Regions from separate parts of the Mus musculus genome. Here all the other regions are linked to region 1. Evidence: chromatin contacts called from public HiChIP or PLAC-seq and promoter capture Hi-C data. All regions are on one chromosome and are shown on one strand. The core of a region is the stretch at or near the end of the contact, and the rest is flanking DNA. Distances in the headings are between cores, read along the strand shown.

The links. Promoter capture Hi-C pulls out the DNA fragments that hold promoters and counts their contacts. HiChIP or PLAC-seq counts read pairs in DNA pulled down with a chosen protein or histone mark.
Region 2: a contact with region 1 is called in a promoter capture Hi-C map of liver, with 3 times the contacts expected there. The contact joins the promoter of Olfml1 here to the promoter of Syt9 in region 1. A contact is called at or near these places in 7 of 39 promoter capture datasets (cranial neural crest, embryonic stem cells, hippocampal neurons and 3 more), 5 of 484 Hi-C or Micro-C datasets (embryonic stem cells and uterus), 5 of 115 datasets of contacts at active chromatin or transcription factors (embryonic stem cells and stem cell-derived neural progenitor cells) and 1 of 9 other capture datasets (adipose tissue).
Region 3: a contact with region 1 is called in an H3K27ac HiChIP or PLAC-seq map of embryonic stem cells, with 8 read pairs. The contact joins the enhancer-like site here to the promoter of Syt9 in region 1. A contact is called at or near these places in 3 of 39 promoter capture datasets (hippocampal neurons and liver), 6 of 484 Hi-C or Micro-C datasets (cerebellar granule neurons, cerebellum, cortical neurons and 2 more), 7 of 115 datasets of contacts at active chromatin or transcription factors (embryonic stem cells, forebrain and stem cell-derived neural progenitor cells) and 1 of 9 other capture datasets (pancreatic islet).

The regions. Positions count from the first base shown.
Region 1 is chr7:107,368,057-107,373,043 of GRCm38.p6, forward strand. It overlaps Syt9 (synaptotagmin IX), which reads left to right and starts at 2,734. Exons shown (of 7, transcript NM_021889.4): 1 at 2,734-3,091. The coding sequence starts at 2,947.
Region 2 is chr7:107,564,994-107,569,980 of GRCm38.p6, forward strand. Olfml1 (olfactomedin-like 1) reads left to right here and starts at 2,440. Exons shown (of 3, transcript NM_172907.3): 1 at 2,440-2,901. The coding sequence starts at 2,773.
Region 3 is chr7:107,234,355-107,239,341 of GRCm38.p6, forward strand. No RefSeq gene overlaps it. Among named protein-coding and RNA genes, the nearest start is that of Rbmxl2, 27 kb to the left of the region's middle. Within about 2 kb of position 2,822, at least 15 of the 459 cell types and tissues checked have an H3K27ac peak or open chromatin away from gene starts, as enhancers often do. A contact at or near this core is called in embryonic stem cells, where this site is marked.

The DNA of each region.
Region 1 (4,987 bases), core at 1,484-3,983:
CTGCTGAGTGGGTGTTAAGTTCAAGTAGAGAGCAGTTTGTTTCAACTTGATTAAAGGTGAACAACTTGAATGAAAACCTGTCAAAAAATTCTGAGACTCATTAAAACAAGTTCAATGCAAAAACATTTTTTTTGTTTCCTGATAGCAGCCCAAGCTGGCCTCAAACTTCTGATCCTCTGGCTTTTACTTCCTATGGGCAGTGATTACAGGCATGCAGCAGGATGCTTAGCTCTAAGGACATACCTGAGATTCCCCTCTACCTTTAAACTCTAAACCTGACGGTTGTCAATCACTTCTATCAAAGTCCTCCTTGGACTTCTGTACATTGCCTTCTAATTCTTCTAATTGCTACTTTTCATCCTCTTGTTGAGTTATCTTTAAAGGCTGGAGTTATCTCCTAGCCACCTCTCCTGGGAGTAACCTTCCATGTGGCAACTCACTTTCTCTTTCCCATTAATGACCACAGACCCCTGTCATGCAGCTCTAGGCTAACATCTATGTGCCACTAGAGACCCACATATGTCCCAGGTATGCTTTTGAATCTGGGGAGATTTCAGAGGGTTTTTTATGTTGTGGTTTGTTTTTCTGTTTTATTTTAGGGTGCAAATTGTTTTTCATGTTTTATATTTTGAGTCTTACTGTGTATCTCTGGCTAGCTTGAAACTTGCTATGAAGACCTGGCTGGCTTTGAACTTGAATGAATTCTTCTGCCTCTACTTTTCTGAGGACTGAGATTACAAGTTTGGGCTACCAAACCCAGCACCCCTCTTCACATGTTGCTACTTTTCTTTCTTTCAGATTCTATCCATTACAGTCTTCCTAATATTTAAAATGCCTTTCAAATTTGACTGTTTCCCAAGTCAGCATTTGCTTCTGTCTGGTCTAGGCTATCACCAGATTTTAATCTCTTCCAGTTATTACTAACGGAATTCACAGCTTTCAGCTTTCTGACATCATCTCATAAGAGTTACACTGCTATTGGTTTGAACAAGCACTTCCCCTCTTCATACACCATCCTTCTCTGCGTCATGGCCATTGGTGGTCCCCCCTCCACCCTCCCCCCCTTTGGAAGAGCACCTGCTCAGTCTCCTGGACTGGCTCGTTCTCAGCTGGTTCCCTCCTTCACAGTGTGCTGTGTTTGTCTTAGGTGTTTTTGTTTGTTTGTTTGAGGCATGTGTTGCCCAGACTACTTCAGAATGTAGCCAAGGATGACCTTGAACCTCAGAGCACTCGGATTGCAGGCTTATGCCACTATACTGGGTTTGTTTGTTTCTAGATGAAATCCAGAGCCTTGAGTATGGTAGATAAGCAACTCTTCCAATTAATCTGCACCCCAGCCCTGGGCCTTAGTTTTAAAGGAAAAAGTTTAGGAAGTGGGGAAAAAAAAAAAAAACCAAACAAACTAAAAATAGAAACCCAAAATAGACTCTACGTGCCTTTCCACAGCTATCTGGATTTACCTTTATAACTACAGCTGCCCATTCTCTATTACTCTAATATAAACTCCACCAAACCCAGCACTGCTCACCACACAACTTCAAGTTTTGTCTGTTGAGCAAATATTCCTTATTTGCAATATGATTCTTAGACAGCACATCCTTATGGGTAAGAGTCCTAGCTAATTGTTCTAGAATGAAGTTTGACATTAGGATTACATAAATATGTAAGAGAATCAGGGAGAAAGAAAAAGAGGAGCGGGTGGATGAGAGGCAGGGAGAGAGAGGGTGGGGGAGAAGTCTCTTATGAACTTAGGCAAGTACCACCTCTCTTGAGTCTGTTGTTTTAGTGGCAGCGTGGAGATCACACACACACACACACACACACACACACACACACACACACACACACGTTTAAGGCTCTCTATCTAGAGAATTAAATGAAACTATACAAAAGGCTGTGGCACAGTGCCTTGGGCACACAAACAAGCTAAATAATTTGTGGTTATTTCTGGGCTGAGTGCCTAAAAAAATGAAGAGATGGGTAGATGAGAGGTGACTGAGGTCTTTCCAAACATCCACAAATTCTGGATCCTCTGTCTCCTGTGCCAGGGAAATGCTGGCAACCTTCGCATTTCCAATCAGCTTCTTAGAAAACCAATCAGGACCTGCAAAGCTCCAGGTGAGCCTCAGCGTCTTTCCGGAGGGCCATACATCTGTCCTCATTTCTTATCTGAGCCTCCACCTTCTCCAAATCACCATCACGCTGTGCATCCATTCTTTGTTGGAAAATCTTGGCTCTAAACCCCGCATTTGGGCGCGTGACACCCCTGGGCCCGCGGTTTCTGCTCAGACCGCGCTTTCCAAGTTTAAAGAAGGTACTGAGATCTCGGCAGGTGTAGTCTACCCTCCAGCCTTCGCTCCATACAACCGAGAACGTGCTTTGGACCCACGCGTGGCTCCAGAGCCCTGAGGGATGCTAGGTTTGCATCTGGGCGGAGAAATGGGGTGCCAAGAGCGTCTAGCACGCGCACCAGCTCGTACTTCCTGATCCTGGGCGCGGCCGCTCACAGCGCAGGGTCCGGAGCGGAATCAGGCGCTTCTCCTGCAGTGGGCGAGCGCCCCCGTCCCGGGTCCCTACCTGGCGCGCCTGCTCTGCGGCGGCCGCGGCAAACCCCCGCCCGCGGCGCGCACCCCTGACCCGGCCCCGCCCCCGGCGGCCGCGAGTAGCGGGCGGAGCGCGGAGAGGCGCGCTGGGCTGTGCGGCGCCGCCTCCCCTCCGCGCCGAGGGAGGGACGAGGGGCCGCGCGGGAGACGGAGAAAGCCCGAGCGAGCGGCTCTCCGAGAGCTGCATGCAACCGGTGGGAGGCCGACCCGGCTGGCGCTGCGGCTCGGGTGGGGAGCGCGGACCGGCCGGTGGCGGCGGCGGCGGCGGCAGCTCTGAGCTGGCAGGCGGAGGGCTTTCTCCCGCGCCCGCCTGCCCGGCGCGGTCCGAGGATGCGGGGGGGCGATGCCCGGGGCCAGGGACGCGCTCTGTCACCAGGCGCTGCAGCTGCTGGCCGAGCTCTGTGCCCGAGGGGCCCTGGAGCACGACAGCTGCCAAGATTTCATCTACCACCTGCGGGACCGTGCCAGACCCCGGCTCCGCGACCCAGGTAAGCGCGGCCGCCGCCGCTGGCGGGCGCGACTCGAGGGCCCTGAAATGGGGACTTGGGGACCTAGCCAGGGCCTGAGGCAGGAGAGCGACGCAGACTGGAGGAGGGCAATGGGTGACCATTGAGCCCAAGTAGGTCTCCACAACCAGCGCACCACGGCCTGATGCTGGAACCCGGCGAACTCGGGCGGAGGCTGCCGCGCGGAGGCCGAGCCAGGGTGGGCTGGGGCAGGCTTGGAGGAACCACGCCCGCCACCTGCGCTGGGCTCCTGGGGGCGGCTCCTGAGCTCGGGGCTGCGCCCGCCACTTCACTCGCGAGCGCCCGGGAGCCAGGCGAGGCCACGGAGGCCTCGGAGCTGGGAGTGGGATCTGAGAGCCAAGGAAACTCTGTGAAGTTGGGAGTTTGGCACAGCCGGGCTGATTTCCACCCGAAGCTGCTCAACCTGAGTGCCCAGTTTCCCCCCAGGCTCTACTGTGGAAAGGACCAGACAAGATCTTGTCTGGGGCCGGGCCCCAGAGTCACACGACTAGAGCGGCTGGGCCTGAACCCTCTCCTTTCATGTCTCAAGGTGCTTAGGCAATGAGGCCTTGGCTCCCAGTTTGTCTCGCAGTGATAGCTTGGCACACTAGAGTGGTGGGCTTGCTGCAGCTGGCAGTTGTCCTAGTGAAAGTTGTGAGGCTCCTAACTTTGTAAAGTTCGCTTACTTTGGCATCTGACCAATTAAGGTCAGAGGAAGGTGTTTTATTTGAGCAGTTTGCAAGTCCTACTGTTTTCTTACTCATCATTGGGCACTGGAAAGATGCATTCATTCCTTTTGGATATTTCCTGAGCATCTTCTAGGCTGGAGGACTCATAATCTCGAATATTTTTCCAGTCTAAGTGTTTTAAATGTTAAAAGGCAAATCATGGTTAGACTGTTAAAAGAGGGATGAAAGAATGGCCTTTGCCTTGATGTTCCTGTGTGCAGACATTGGCAATAAGCAATTGCTGTGCAAACAAGTAAATGTGAGCATTTCTCATTTCAAGCCAGTTCATTCTATAAAAATACATTTACAAAGGATAAAGAGTGACTTGACTTTTAACTAGGAACGAGCCCATTTAAACAACCTACCTTTAATAGGACAATGCTCAGTGTGTGTGGCAAAGGCAGGTGTTAAAAGTTTGTCACATTTTTCTGTACTCAGAGGATCTATTTTTTTTTCATGCTCATGGTTACATTAATAAATTTCTCAAATGATCTCCAATCTTTTACTCCAAAGGGGAGAATTAAGTGGAGAACTACAGATTGCAGTGATTTCCCTGGAGGCTTGGTTGTCCAGCTTCTGAGTGGCTCTTTGATGGATGAGCGTGTGCCCCACAGACCACAGATATGAATGGAAGTGCCTCACCTCCCCCCAGGAATCCCAGAAAGATGCTCTGAGTGTGGGGTGTTCTGTGCTTACATAGCAGGACCAAGCTCATTATTAACACACTTTTCCCAAAGCTCATGTTAGTACTGACACCTCTCTTTGTGTTCCTGCCCCTGTGAAGCAGATTTTCCTTGTTATCTCAGACAAGTTGTCATCTTTGGCTTTACAAGAGAAGGGGGATGCAGCCTGTCTCTGAATTGGGCTTTAATAAGCCACATCTTTCTGGTCAGTTCTCTCTCTCTTCCATTTAATGAAGTGACTGCTTCCCATGTGCCTAGACTCTCCCAGTTTCCACACTGGGTGGGCCTGAAGGAAGAGTCCCAAGCATACTCCTTACAAGAGGAACTCTGGTTCCTGAACTGGGAAATTGCTTTCAATGACTGTCTTGCTGTTCCCTGACTTCCTGAAAGCTGTGTTCTGCTTAAACTAGGGCACATGGCTTTGAGGTAGCTCCTGCCCCTCTGGCTCTTTTCATTGTGTCAGGAAG
Region 2 (4,987 bases), core at 1,190-3,689, 200 kb after region 1:
TCTCTAGAATAGAACAGTTATGGCCAGTCAGAAGTTAAGCTTTTCCCTGGGAACCTGATGACTACAGAGAGAGGCAGGGGCCTGAGTCACTAACAGGCAGAGACAGGAGTCCCTTCCAAGTGTGGGTCAGTCAGGCTGGAGTCCACACCTTCAAAAAGCAGGAGTGACAGTAAGGCAAGAGTGATCCTGAGAACTTGGAAACAGCTGAGGTTTAAGCAAGGAGATACCTCTTCACTAACTGCTTGGGGGCGGGGGAGGGGGGTCTTTAGGCTTCACTGTGTACACGTGCTTGCTTGGTAAAAAATAATAATAATAATAATGCACATATATTATAGGAAGACCAGAGGAGGGGTATGCACTGTCATACACAGTGTTGATTGTGATATACCAAGGACTTCCTCCTCTGAATCTTTTCCGTCTTAACTCAAAATCCCATGGGTAGGATTTAAGGCATTTGTGGAAGAAAAGACACTTTGGGGAGAGCATTCCCTCTTTGATAAGAAGACTGAGTCAGATAGATTTTTTTTTTTAATTGATGCTGGAGATGGAACCAGGCAGTGGGCTTGCTAATTTACTGCTGATCTGAGTCCTCAGAATTTTTTAAATAACCCATCAACTTCAATATGTGCTGTCCATATAGCTCTAGATCTAGGGCTATCCACTGGAGCATGATGGACTGACAAGGAGCCAGAGCCTTAGAGAAAACTGACTCTCTTCACCTAAGATGCCATCAGCTGTCCATGGCTCCTCAGTTAGGGGTGGGAGTTCACAAACCTCTTCCTATTCCATGCTGGAAGATGACTGACTTGATCTTGTGCAGATCTTGTGCAGGCAACCATGCCTTCTGTGAATTAATGTGTGCAGAAGTCCTATCATCTCCAAAAGATGCTGTTTTTCTCTAGTCCTCTTCAAAATCTGGCTTTTATAATCTTCCTGTTCCCTCTTTCCTGATGGTACTTGAGCCTTGGGGCAAGGCTGTGACATACATGTCCCACTTGTAGCTTAGTTTGCTACAGTCATTGATTTCTTGGTAGTTTGCTCACTTGTGAGCTTCTGTGTTAACCACCATCTCTTGGGAGAGAGATTTCTCTGATACTAAGGACTGCACTAATATGTGGGAAGAAAGACACAGATGTCCGAGGCAGTTTGGTTTTGGTTTTGTTTTGTTTTTAAATAAGGATGTAAGAGAAGTTAGCTAAAGTTCAGGCAGTTTTGGAAGGAGTTCAAAGATGGTTCTCTGAAACAAGAGCAATTGTTCTTAACAATAAGGAGATGGTGCTTGGAACATTACCAAGGATATAGGGAAGAACCAGTTAGCGACCAAAATCATATCAAAGAAGAGGAGAGAGGAACATCTATTAAGAACTAGGATATTCAAGAGCTACCAATAAGAAATGTTCAGATTTTAGATTTCAGCTACTTGTGTATGGATCAAATGCAAACTCAGGTCTTCTACCTCCCGACCAGGGCTCTTTCCATATTCCATAAATGCTCCAATTTCCCCTATTTTAAAAAGTGATTCATTAACAATGCAAAATAAAACAGAACAGAAGATGGAGGTGGGGTCCTGGGCCTGCCTATGGAAAAAGAGGTAAAGGTGGGGAGGCACTAGCACAGGAAACATAAACATGGAAGGTTTTATGGCTTTGCTCCAGCAACGGGATTTCTCTTTAGCTGGCCTGAGGGTCTGGTTTCCAGGCTGCTGCTAATGGGAATTCTGACACTGATGATGGGAAACTCGAGGACTTTCTCACAGTGGGATTACATTTCCTGATGACTCAGTGTCCCAAAAACCACTGTGTCAATCATTCATTCTCATCCTAAAAATTTTCTTCTGGGCCAGGAGAGATGGCTCAGTGGTTAGAAGCACCTGCTGCTCTTGCAGAGGACTGGAGTTCAGTTCCCAGGAATCATATCAGAGAGATTGTAACTCTGGACCCAGGAATCTCTGAGGCCACGTTCTGGCCACTGTGGGCCCCATATTTTCATGCATACATGTGTACATGAATTAAAAAATAAATCTAAAGAAAAAGGAAAAAAATTTTTTTCTTCTAAGTTCAATCCTGACAATTCTCAGCTGTTGGTCTGGGTAGCCAGGCCTGTGCCCACTGTACCCCTCTGCCCACAGAGCAATGCTGCCCTGTACACTTTTCTGAGATGGCATAGATCAGCATTCACATTTCCTTGCTATGCCTTTAAGAGCTACGAGAATGCAAGAAACAGAGGTGGGGTCTCCTAACAGAACTTCTTGGAAAAAGATCCTAGGAATTTCTGCCAGAAACTGAACTGAAATTCCAACACTGAGACCTTGGGGGGTGGCCTGTGTTGAGCTAGGCCTGCGATTGGACTGCACAGTCTATTAAGGAGGAGGGAACCAAAAGTAAAAGAGTTGGGGGAGGGGAGAGGAGAAAAGACCTCCCCTCCCCTTCCCCAACCCGTACACTCTGAACCTGGAAGCTGTAAGTAGCCATTAGCCTGGAGAGGGTCTGTGCATGGCCAAGCTGAGGGCAGCAGACACTGGACCCCCGGAGCTCTCTGCAACCAAGTGAACACGTAAGGCCTGCAGAGACTGGCTTGCCAACAGCTGGACTTGATCACCAGCTTGAAACTGAGATCATGCACCGGGTAGAATAACAAGCGGACTTTGTTCTCTCTGGCTATGCAAAGCGTTGTTTTCCAAGGAATTGCCACAGCAGCAGACAGAAAACCAGAGATCACCACCCGGACCCCTGAGTCGTTTTAGAGAACCAGAGTTCCTGGGAAGTGTGCAGGATGGTGGTGGCCCTTCAAGAAGCTTCTGCTTCCCTGGTTCTCTTCCTTGCAGCATTTCTGCCCCCACCACAACATGCCCAGGACCCAGCCATGGTACACTACATCTACCAGCGCTTCCAAGTCCTCGAGGTAGGTGACCTGTCTTCCCTTCACAGGGAGTATGCCTCTTGGAAGTCACTCTGCTGTGCCCCCACTTTGCTGTCAACTAGGGTGCATGTCTTCCTGATACAGAATGAATCACTGCTAAGATGACATTTACAGATGTGCATAGCCTAGCAGCTCAGATGCCACCTCCATTGCAGGCCGCTTGTACTTTCCCCTGGCAGTTTTTCTAACCTATAAAATGGACATAGTGATAGAATTTAGGTTCAAATGATACTCTGCAGATTTAATAAAGAGATTTCAAATTAGGGATGTTTTATTTGGGTCATTAATCCATACTCAGAACATAGCCTAACTCACTGAGTAAATTCTCAGGTTGTTGAACATTCAAAACCAAATAGTTCAGTCTTCAATGTATGAATTAGAACTCTAGTCATGTTTTCTTCATCTTTTACTATATAGGGATGCTAAGTGATTCCAGCTTTTCTCTTTTCCTTTTTATGATAAACTGTTAAGTGAATATAAGACAATGTGGTGTTACATATGGAGGCTCACCATAGATTTTTGCTTTTTATTCCTAACTGGACTTGGGTTTGGAAATGAGATTTCCCAGCAATGTTAAACAGAGTGAGAGCATTTGAGGTAGAACTTTGTTAGAACAGTCAAAAACCCAGGGTCGGGAACATGACTCAATTGGTAAGAACTAGCCTAGCGTGCAGGAGCCTGGGGTTCAAGGCTCATCACTGCAGAAACCAGGTATGTTTTATGATATCAGCTGTAACAGCAGTACTCAGGGAGTGGAGGCAGGAGGATCAGGGGCTTCAGAGTCATCTTTGGCTAAACAGGAAGTTTGAAGCCAGTTTAGACTAAGTGGGACTCTATACCAAAGCAAAACAACAAGTGAACAAAATTCAATATTTTTATAGGCCAGTCAGGTTTTTAGGAATAAATTTAATCTTCTACTTTGCAATGCTTTGCTCTTATGCAAGTTGAATTGGCATATTATGCATCTTCTGTCTATGACTGTCTTATCTCAAATATTTATTTTCTATATTTTCCTGAAAAAAAATCTGTAAGCCCAAATGATGGGGCCATCTATCTATAGTTTCAGTAAAATAAGGGCATGGAACGAACAATCCAAAGGTGGTTTTTCATACTGTCCATCCAGCAGGTGGAGGCCTGGAATCTGTAGATAAGGCACTCCCAGGCCCTGGGCCTCATACAGCACTTCTTGCTCCCTTCCTGGACATGCTGCCAACCTCACCTGCCTAAAATGCCAAAACTGTGCTCGGGCTTTGGCAGCAGCTAAACTCGTGTGCATTACCCCGTGGTCCTGCCAGAGGGTGTCTGCAGACAAACTGCCTTGCAGCATTTCTGCCCCCTGTAGCTCTGTAGCTGTGTAGATATGTTTGATCTGTAGAAGATAAAGATAGGTCCTTCTTTGACCATTAGGTTCTGGCTGGTGGTGAAGAGACAAATCCCAGGCAGCAGCATTTCTGGCCAGTGCAGAGGCTTGACAACACACGGATACAGGGCCTGTCTGCAAGGCGAATGTGGGGGAGCAAGAAAGGGGAAATAGAGACTTGTGAATTATTAATATCCATTGTCTCTCCATCTCTCTGTCTCTGTCTCTGTCTTCTCAACTACTTTTCCTGTCTCTATCTCTTTCTCTTTCAAGAGAAAAGGCTCTGCATGATTATGAGTAAAAGGTTTTCTGTTTGTGAGGAAGGTTTTAGTCAATGTTGCCAAGTGAGCTTTAACTATTAACACTGACCCAGCAGTCCCATTTCCGTTCACTAATTCTTCCGTTCACCAAATATTCTTTGACTATTACTCTATCCTTAGCTCTGTGCCAGATGTGAGGGACTGGAACTCACTTCTGGAAATATAGTGAAATATATAGATGTGAGGGACTGAAACTCACTTCTGGAAATAATATGAAATAACATCGAGTGAAAAAATTTGAAAACTAAATGGACATTGAAAGTTGTTTAATGGAACAAATAATGGGATTTCAATGCAGTGAGAAGCTACATCTTATTAAAATTATGTTACATACAGATAAATAACATGTACATACACACACTAGAATGTTGTTCAACCTTTAAAATGA
Region 3 (4,987 bases), core at 1,572-4,071, 130 kb before region 1:
ATGTCTGTTCGCTGTTGCCCTGACGGAACAACTAATGCTACGTGTTTCATAATCAAAAGAGACCCATTGAGCTCAGTTTTGGAAGCTGAAGAATTCCAAAACCAAGCCCCATCTTATTGGTTCCCCACTAGTGCACCCTTTGCTGCATCAGACATGAGAGAGAAGCAATTCCAGCCACATGCAGAAGAGACAAGCATATTAGGTGACCTCTTTCAAATAATCTATTTCTTGGAAAATTAATCTGTGAGATCAACATTAGTCCCTTGTACCAAGTCCCATCTCTTAGAAAAACCCCACCACCTCAACCTTATAATACTGGAACCAAGCTCCTAGCCAATGCACTGCCATAATCCTTACATAGGCAGAGGAGGAGTTAGTAAAGAACAAAATGTAATTGCATAGAACCACATGTTCTACCCATCATTACACATTTAGACCACATCTAAACCATGCAAATGATTAAAATTGTGTGTCTTCAAAAACAGCTTGTTGAAAATTCTGAAAAAATTACATATGGGACAATGTGGATTCTGGGGAAATATCTGTTTACTAGACTCTGGGAATACCCCATTGGAATGGTCTAGGCCATCCATAATGGCATGGCTTAGCTAGGTAATGCAGTGAACATAGTTACTATAATGGACCAGACACAGGGCATGGGAGGAGCTACTGAATGGCACACTGCATCTTTCTTCCAGGGACTCAACTGACAGAACTTGTCTTCTATAGCATCAGTTTTAAGAGACAACTGTACACTTCCCATAATTAGCTTAGGAGCTCCTCATATGTATTTCTGAAGTGTCTTGTAAGTTTGGGTAAAACATGTTATGTAGCAATAGACAACTGAAACACTAGCTAAAAACCAGGGACAGATTGGGGGAATTAGGAAAGAACACATAGGCCAGCTTGCTGATGGGAAGGAACTTTAGAAACTACAAATTGGGGGTAAAGTGGAGCCTAATGGTATCATTAGAGTAGTTTTCTCCCTTGCCAGTTCACTTAATTTCTTCAGATACTTCTTTTCCTGGTGGTAAGTACTGAGATAACAAACCACTTCCTATGGTAAGGAGGGTTGAGAGACAGTTCTCTACACAAATCTTCAGTTGTTCTTCAGTGTTTGTTTTAACCTTCACTTCTCTCCTGGGTATAGACTTTATCCAACTTAAGGCTTATTAGTCAAGGATTTCCTTAAAATTGTCTACAGACGGACTGCTTCAGCATAGTGTGTCAGCACACATCCACTTGGGTGAGTTTGCAGAAGCATGTTAAACACTTTTGTGGGGCTGGGTGGGCCGTTCTCACTCTTTCTGCCTTCTGTTCTCATTGCTGGTTTATTCATCTATGGTTTGGAGTTTAGAGATTAAAGAAGGCAAGAATGTATTCAATCTGCCATCTTGAACTGCGTCTTCAGTATAGTTTTTTGTATTGTACATAACATTTAAAAATAGTTAATATAGACTGTAGCCATTGCGTGGTCTTTCTTAGGAGATTTCTTGGGGTGCTGGCTTCCATTCACTCTACCCATGCCAGTGGGGTCATCGTCCTTTCAATGTCATTTCATTCTTTTAAGTTTTCTTCATTCTCCAAGCAATCAGATATTTATGAAATCCTAGTTCCCAGGACTGATCCCTCCTTTTGTGGATCACACAGTGGAACTCAACTAGGAATGATCTAGTCCTAGCCTTCTCTTGTATAGCTCTATTGAAGTGTACTAGAGGGAGTAGTCAGTTACCAGGGCTTGGGAAAGAAGTCAGTATAGTGAGCATTTAAATCTCTCCTACCTTGGCCCAAAGTGTTCTTCACTATATCAAAATAAATGTTTGACCTCAGAGATTGCTCAGTGGTTATGAACATGTGTTGTTCTTGCAGAGAACCCAGGTTTGATTCCTAGCTCCCATATGGAAGCCCACAACCATCTGTAATTTGAGTTCCAAGGGATCCAACACTATTCTGCCCTCCTTGGGAGTACTGCATGCAAGTACTCTTAACCACAGAGGCATTTCCCCAACTCTAGGCAGAGAGCTCTTTTATTCTAAGAATCAGACTTTGTTTTTCTCAAGTCAAAGATTTATGATACAGTGATTTTGTAAGGGAAGTCAGGTTTACTATGATATAGTGATCTTGGAAGGAATTATTTCTATAATTATAGTCTTCTGCGTTGTTTTCTATTTAGATAATTTAGAAAATGGCAAGTACATTGTAAAGCTTACTTTTTGCTAAGATTGATATATTAACAAATATATAATATATGTTATAGTAGCAATACATACTTATATATGTTTTATATATGGTATGCATGTTATATATAACATTATTATATACATATATGTTATTATAACTTACATGTATTAACTTGAGCTTTTCAACAGACCTATGAAATAAGTAGTACTACTCTTCCATTTTTTATGTAAGGAAACCATAGTGAAGAGGAAATCGGTTTTACAAGATATTTTGGTTCTAGAGTGGGTCCCAAACCAGATGTCTGGCTTTGTCATCTACATTCAACTAGCAAGGTCAGGCCTTGTTCCTGACAATTCTGTTTTCAGAACCCAGTGGCCTTGTCCTTGAACTTAAATGTAGTCACCTATAACCTTGAGAATTCTGTCTCTACAGATTTTCTGACATTGTACTTACTCCGTTCAGCAGCTGCTTCCAATCTGCATTCCTGGTGTTCAGATACCACCGGGTCAGACATTTTTCTGGGTTTGTTTGTGAGGGTGTTTTGGGTAAATTAGCATTTGAATTGGTAGGCAGAGTAAAGTATGGTCTCCTTTTGTGGATGGGTCTCTGCCCCTCAATTTGAATTCCTGGATAGAACAAAAGAACTCTGCTCGGAGAGAACTTCTGCCCCTGCAGACCTTGTAACTGGCTAACCTTGTAAGGAGAGGTGTCTACAAGTGTCTCTCTTTCTCTCTCTCTCTCCCTCCCCCCATATGTGTATGTTGTGCTTTAATTTATGTGTATGAGTCTGTTCATAATATACGCAAATTTCCATATCATGTATATGTACATATATTCTGTTAGTTGCTCCTTTCCATAAATCTGATTAATACAGAAACCAATTTTTACCAATAAGGGAAATTTTTAGTGATATGAACGTTTAGAAAAAGTTGAAAAGACTATATTAGATTTGCAAATATCATGTCATAAGTTCTTATAATGTGGTAGATTATGGAAAGACAAAAAAACAGGATGATAACACTTCTGCTAATTGGAAAGTTGACTTTAAAAGTATTAGAAATTATTGTTCACAAAATATACTACTACAGGAGAAAGGAAAGGAAGAAAAAAAAGAAAGAAAGATGCCAGGATGACTGTAGAGGGAGCTATCTGATCAGCTCAGATATTAAAGAACAACTTAATGATGAAAGAAGTTGAAACCAGTCTGCCCTTAAGGAGGGACTTACGAGACAGAAACAGAAAAAACAAAAGTAAACGGTTTATCCATAAAAGTTACATTCAAGTAATTGTAACATGCTGTAGGTAAAAAGGGTGGGATGCTTTATTCCCGGTGATAGGCCAGAAAGGGTGAGAGCTTGAGCCATGCTCTGCGGCTCTCTAGAGCACAGAGGAGACCTTGTCATCCTCATTCAGCACAGTCTTCTCTTCCCAGCTAAATCCTAGACTGCAGTATGTTGCAAAGAGCCTAAAAAGAGAGCAAAAGTATACTGTGAGGGTAGCCGTCACAGAGCCCCAGCCATGGACTTAAATTCCACCGTTGTTAGAGTATGCAACTCCAGACATTGCAAACATACTTATATTTAAAGTTCAGTCACTCAGCACTTATTTATTAAGTACTGACCTGTTCCTAACAGCATACAGACACTGAGGATACATAGGAGACAAATATAAGACAATCCCTTTGGAAGCTTGAAGAATCCCAGAACCCAGGCCAGAAATTGAGGATAGGTTTAGATTTAAACAAGAAGGTTCCAAACCTGGAGACACAGCCCATATTAACTATCTGGTGGACAATAGCTGTGAGATTTGGGGGTTTGGATCATAGATTCATCTCTTTATTCTGCTCTTACAGGCTAGTTTGTATTATCAACTTCATTGAAATAAATTAGAAATACTTGTGAAGAAACAATGTCCATTAAGGAATTACCCTGATCAAATTATCCTATGGTCATGTCTATGAAAGATTATCATGATTAGTCAATGATATGGGAGGACACAGCCTGTTGTGGGTAGCACCATTCATACATAGACTCATGGGCCTAAGCTGCTTAAGAAAGCTACCTGAGCATGAACCAGAGCAAGTCAGTAACTAGCCTACCTCCATGGTCTCTGCTTCCCTTCCAAGGCAAACTCTTACAAGGACAACATTTAATTAGAGTTAACTTACAGGTTCATAGGTTCAGTCCATAGTCATCAAGGCAGGAACATGGCAGTATCCAGGCAGGCATGGTGCGGTGCAGGAGGAGCTGCTACATCTTCATCTGAAGGCTGCTAGCAGAATACTAGCTAGCTTCCAGGCAGCTAAGATGAGGGGCTTTTTTTTTTTGTTTTTGTTTTTTCCGAGACAGGGTTTCTCTGTATAGCTCTGGCTGTCCTGGAACTCGCTTTGTAAACCAGACTGGCCTCGAACTCAGAAATTCGTCTGCCTCTGCCTTCCAAGTGCTGGGATTAAAGGCATGCGCCACCACACCCAGTTTATGATGAGGGTCTTAAAGCCCACACCCACACTGACACACCTACTCCAACAAGGCCATACCCTCTAATAGTGCCACTCTCTGGGCCAAGCATATACAAACCACATTTTATTCCCTGGCCTCCATAGGCTTGTTCCAACATAAAGTATATGGGGGCCATACCTACCCATAGCATAATAAAAAATACATTTAGTCCAACTTCTAAAACTCCCATAGTCAATAGCAGTCTCAACGATGTTAAAAGTCCGAAGTTCAAAGACTCTTCTGAGATTGATCCAGTCACTTAACTAATTCCCCAAAGCAAAACAGGAAACCAGCTGGGCAAACTCCAG